Linked DNA regions of Danio rerio: region 1 is linked to region 2. Evidence: chromatin contacts called from public HiChIP or PLAC-seq data. All regions are on one chromosome and are shown on one strand. The core of a region is the stretch at or near the end of the contact, and the rest is flanking DNA. Distances in the headings are between cores, read along the strand shown.

Evidence for each region. HiChIP or PLAC-seq counts read pairs in DNA pulled down with a chosen protein or histone mark.
Region 1: a contact with region 2 is called in an H3K4me3 HiChIP or PLAC-seq map of embryo, with 4 times the contacts expected there. The contact joins the promoter of malrd1 here to the promoter of smarcd3b in region 2. A contact is called at or near these places in 1 of 18 Hi-C or Micro-C datasets (an unstated tissue) and 1 of 4 datasets of contacts at active chromatin or transcription factors (embryo).

What each region holds. Positions count from the first base shown.
Region 1 is chr7:42,039,949-42,043,060 of GRCz12tu, reverse strand. It overlaps malrd1 (MAM and LDL receptor class A domain containing 1), which reads left to right and starts at 1,418. Exons shown (of 33, transcript NM_001287549.1): 1 at 1,418-1,653; 2 at 2,257-2,391; 3 at 2,506-2,594. The coding sequence starts at 1,488.
Region 2 is chr7:41,815,988-41,818,921 of GRCz12tu, reverse strand. It overlaps smarcd3b (SWI/SNF related BAF chromatin remodeling complex subunit D3b), which reads left to right and starts at 1,522. Exons shown (of 13, transcript NM_001127306.1): 1 at 1,522-1,599. The coding sequence starts at 1,522.

The DNA of each region.
Region 1 (3,112 bases), core at 169-2,668, 220 kb before region 2:
CGCTCACATAGCCTCCTCTTTAGAGCATTTGACACCCATGCAGGAATCGCTGGTTCGATCCCTGCTTGGAACGGCACTAGTTGGTATATGACTAATGTAAATACCTTGGATTTTACTACAGTCATCGTTGGTGTAATGTAACTTTATGTAACTAATGTAACCTTATGTGTAAAAACTACAGTAATTGAGTAATTTGTTTATATTACTGTTGTATTACTACATGAATGAATTGGTCAGTAGTGAACATTTGAAATTATTGCAACACAGTTCTTTCCTACACTTTAGCCAGAAGAGAAACTCATCGAGCTCGAATTTAAAAAAGCTTCGAGTAACGAACCTTTTTCCGATACAATTGAGTCGAGCGCTTAACTGGTTCAGAAAGCTTAATTTCATCATCACTAATATTTTCTCTTTTACGGCCCATTCTCTGTAAACCATAGAGATGGTTGTGTGTGAAAATCCCAGTAGATCAGTAGTTTCTGCAATACTCAGACCAGCCCATCTGGCACCCACAACCATGCCATGTTCAGTCACTTAAATCCCCTTTCCTTCCCATTCTGATGCTCGGTTTGAACTGCAGCAGATCATCCTGACCATGTCTACATGCCTAAATGCATTGAGTTGCTGCCATGTGATTGGCTGATTAGAAATTTCAATGAATGAGCTGTTGAACAAGTGTACCTAATTAAGTGGCCAGTGAGTGTACGTCTCACTGGATTTCAAAAATTATTATTATGATATTAAATTATTACTATGGATGACCAAGAGCTTAATTTAAATAACAAACAACATCAACAAACAGTACAGACATTTCGGCTTCGGTTTTAAATCCCTTAGTAAATCCCTAATATTGCTTATTATTTCATCTGTTGTTTTGTGCTTGAAGGTTATTCAGATATTACTATGTCCAACAGAGCTTCTCTTCTATCACACCACGTGTTGTGAATGATTTAGAATTTTAGTCACTGATTCATGAAAACTGAAATTATATCTGAACGAACATTTGTAAAGCCGGAGCAGGACAGAGGGTGGAACTGATGCATGACTGATTACTTTGCCACCTCATTTTTCATTCAGTTGCATACAGTTGTTCGAGCTGAAAATGAAAGCACATTTAGGTAATGGCAAATCTCTAATAGTGTTTCAACTGTCAATGTCTTCACCTAAATGTGTTTGTTTAACCTGGGCTCTTATTGCACATGATATTGCGTCCTAAAATAATAGATTGCATTTTACTGTCACTTTATCTCCAGCCAATTACAAAGAGTTTGACGCACACTTTGACATCAGGCACACACACACATTGTGTAACAGTCATAAAGTCATTTAGTAGGCTTGATCGCTGAGAGCAGATGTATATTTTTCTGTAAGGCTAACTGTACGCAGCATAAATTAGCGATCACGATACTAAAGTGGAGTATGTCTGCCGGTGTTTTTGCTTAATTTTATTTCTAAAGGAGCTGCTGATTTATCTGTCAGAGAGCTCAATGAGGGTGTTCTTACAGGCCTCATTTCTGCTGTTTGTCCTGGCGAATGTTTTATCTGCGCCATGTTCACCCGAGCAGTTTACCTGCGCGAGAGGTGGCTGCATTGATGAGGAGCAAGTCTGTGATTTCAGAGAGAACTGTGAAGATGCCAGTGACGAGATTGACTGTATGTATTAGTCTTTTTTTTCTCTTCAACTCTTTCTTTCCTGCTTTTTTCCGTGTGTCCTGTGATTACACAGGCAACTCCTGACAGCAATGGGCCTTTCTTTTCCCCTTTTTCCTTTCAGTTGACAAGATCATTTTAAATGCTTCTAAGGCCATCGTGTGTAAATAGTGAGATTTATGGGGCTCTCATAAAGTGGCACACTGGGAGGTCTACAAGATGACATACAGCGGTGCTTTTATAATATTGATTTAAATTCCCTGGGGCTTTCAGAAGGCAGAACATTGCACCATGTATCATTAGCACTTTATTTGGTTTTGCCCCTAAAGGATTATCCATTCAAATCTTTAAAATGATAAATGATGTCCATGTGAATTGTAATCTGTACACCTGTTTCATATTACAATAAAATTCGATTTTTATATTTCTTTATTTTACATCTGCTGCCTAGTATCTATTTTATGACAGCAGATTTTCAGTCAAGCGCCTATTAAAGGTGCTGTAAAGAAATAGCATGTTTTCTATGGTGTCTCTGATGATTAGCAGACGGTAGTGATGATATCTGTAATGGTATGATTTATTTTACGTGAGTTTCCTCTCATATAGGCTCCCAGGTTGTGAGATGTGACTTTCAAGAAGGTTTCTGTGATTTTCAACTTCAAAACGAGCATCATGTTTGGTTAAGAGGCTCAGGTTTGAGCTTGCCTAACACTGAGACAGGCCTTAAAGAAAATGTTACTGGTAAGTATAATATAAAATTCTAATAGATAATAATAGCTTTAGATAATAATACTTTATGCAAATGTACGTAAGTTTTACTGTATTTACTGAGTTCTGTTTACACATTTTTGTCAGGTCACTGTCTCTACATACGCTCTAACAATGGGGAAGGAGTCACTGCTGAATTATACAGTCCTCTCTTCAAGTCTTCAAACACATGTTGGGTACAGAAAATCATGCTTTTTTTGTTTCCCCACTGTCTCTGACCAAAGACTTTAGCATTCATGTTTCATCTTTTTTTAAAACGCATTCAAAGAATTCAAATTAGACTGCTGAATTATGATCTGTTCAGAATTGTGGGAGAAATTGTATGATCATGTTATTTAATGTTCAACTAAATAAATATGGTTTATATGGAATTGTTCAGAAATACTTTAACTCACTGTAGCCTCATGAGATAGTGAATTGTCCATTTTATGCTTCCCAAAATTTCTAATATCTTGCTGAAAGTAGTAGCTAATAAGTAAAAATGACATGATTTTGAATGCAGTCAGTGTTTTTTACTGATTAAATCAGTGTTTTTTCATCAATTATGCTGGTTATTTGTTGCTGATAAACTTAGTGAAAGCACTAAACATTTGTCTGAAACTTTTTAATATATGTAACCTACAATATATAATATTACATAGAAAATACTTGTATAATAGTATACCATTCGGAGGTTGCTCAGTGGTAAGCACTG
Region 2 (2,934 bases), core at 273-2,772:
TTTGCCGCTCGTTCCCCTCTCTCTGCTCCCCACACTTGCCTCCACTGTCCTGTGAAATGAAGATTTAAACAACCCTAAGATTAATTATAAATTAAATAAAGGTGTATTTGCCTCCCAGTACCAAACATACCTCATAGAAAGTACATTTCCAGTTCAGAACATGTCTGACACTCTCATACAGGAAAAATATGGTTAATATTTGGTGTAGTTGGATTGATCATTCACATGTTAGTCAACTCACTCACTTAGTAACTGGCTCAGTTTTACATCTCTGCTCTGTGAATTTAGGCAAATTACAATTTTCAGACATTTTTATATAAAAAAAATCTATAATAATCATATTAATAATATGAACGAATTTAAAGTCAGATTGACTGTTTTGCCTTTATTTGTCTCTAAACTTGATTAATCAAATGAATAAGACTACATAAACAAATCAGCTTATAAATGGCATTTATTTGCAATTATTCTCACACACAATAGTAATGTTTGATGAGGCGTCCAGTAAACAGAATAATAATACATGTGTGCACACAAATATGTACACATTAATCTGAATTCAATACAATAATGGAAGGAATGTGAACAAGAGATACAGGCAGCTTTACTGTTTAACATATTTATAGACATTTTTTTCCCTTTATTTTTTATGCCAAGAACAAGTTACATTATTTATACAGAAAATTGACATTTTATTTATAGACATTTTAACAGTGTTTTTAACTAATAATGAGCAAAGGCCCCAATAGCACTGCAAAGCGTAATTCCTCATTTCTCTGAAATCTATCTGTCAGGCACGTCTCTCCCAGAAATGGAGATCAGGCAGTCATCGTGAGCTTTAATTTCACTATTAAACACACAAAGGCTCGGCATTCAGATAGAGCCTCCAATGCTGCCTGAGCCACTATTATTATAAGAGCGTGCAGCTTTTCCTCCATGCTTCTGCTTTAAGGATCCTCCCTCCATTTTTTTGAGAATGAGCATGAGAATGAGGTTTGACTGCAGCAGAGCAGAGGAGGAGGAGGGGTTTGGTTGGCGGCGAGACGAAACTCCAGCTCGGTGGAGCGGCCAGTCAGCGAGCGGTGCCTTATCTACCAATGGAATGCAACAGCTGCGGCAGCCTGTGAGCGCCTCAGCCCAGCCAGTGTGTGTGTGTGTGTTAAAAAGGGGGAGGGGGCGGCGGTTATAGTGGGCCCGCAAGAACCCCCCTGAAAGACCCCCAGCTCTCAACCCCCCGCGTCCACTCGCAGCCGGGCTCCTGAACGGCAGCTCAAGCAAACGTAAGCGAGAGAGAGAGAGTGAGAGAGAGAGACACACAGAAAGAAAGAGAGGGACAGAAAGAGAGAGAGAGAGACTCGACAGAGCAGCACACACAGACAGACTGAAACACACACACACACACACAGAGAGAGAGCAGAAAGTCAGGGAAGTGGAGCAGGAGCCTCGCAGGGGGGTTGAGGAGGTGAGCGAAGGGTGAAAGAAGGGAGAGGGAAAGACAAAAGGCAGGAGAAGCGGAGGGAAATGGCTTCGGAGGAGACCGCTGGAGGAGCGCGCAAAGCCACCAAGAGCAAACTATTTGAGTTCCTCGTCCATGGAGTGGTATGTACACTCTAGCCGTGTGTGTGTGCGTGCGTGACACAGCCTGTGTGTGTGTTTGAGTGATAGCGCTGAACGGTGTCCATGTGAAGGTTATTTCCAGTCCTCCGGATCCCGGCTCCGCGCCGCTCTTCTTGTTAAAGCCGGGGTGGGGAGACGCAAGAGTGCGTGTTTGCGCGTGGAGGAAGAAATACGCGAGAATGAATCGGCGAATGCAAAAAGAGAAGGGCCAAAGGTAGCCACTGGTCACTGGAGGCTGCATGCGTTTGGCAGCGTGCCTGAGGTGACGGACGCTTCCAGTCCGCTCCGTGACTCAATGCACTGTTATTACAACTCCAAAAACACACACCAAGTGCTTCAAGGAGAACATCTACGGTGTGGATTGGCGGGGCTGTTGTCATGCCGTTGATTTAGAAATCTAGCTGGTGCTGGAGCCAGAGGATGCTGTAGTGGCGGTTGTAATTATTACTACTACTAATAATACTATGACATGATGACTGTAGTTGGCCATGTGACAGTGCTCAAGGTTTGATGCAGGAGAGGCAGCGAGGGTCCACTTATTGTCTGAAGCTTTGTGTACATACAGTAGCGGTGTAATCTTTTATTTATGATTAGCAGGGCTTTGTCTAGTCGGAGCAGATCAATCCGAGCTGGAAAAGCGGTTTGTAAAGCTGAATTCTTCTGCTGTTCAGCGTATTGTTTTCTGTTAGTGTCTTTGTGATCTTGTGTTGTTTCTTGCAGTTTTCTGTGAAGCGACCTTGAGTTTTAGAAAAAAAACTGCCAAAATTAATAGTAAAATGTTTATTAAAATGTGTTATTTGTGTTGTATCGTTGATTGGTGTCAGGGTCTGACTGCAGTTTTACCATTGATCTAATTATTATATTCAATTCAGAGATTTGTCAAGTTCTGAGAGATGCTGCCATTCATGCTACTATTCATATGTTTAGGTGCCATCAGATAAACATATATATATATATATATATATATATATATATATATATATATATATATATATATATATATATATATATATATATATATATATATATATATATATATATACACACACACACACAATATGTATGTATACACACACACAATTAATATTAGAGTAATTTCTGAAGGATCATGTGACTGAAGACTGGAGTAATGAAGCTGAAAATTCATCATTAAATCAGTGGAAAATTTTAAACCACTATTAAACAGTTCTTTTTTAGTACAATAACATTTCACAATTTTACAATTTATACTGTATTTTTGATGAAATAAATGCAGCCTTGTCGAGCAGGATAAGCTTCTTATAAAACATTTAGAAATCATACCGACCACAAACTTTT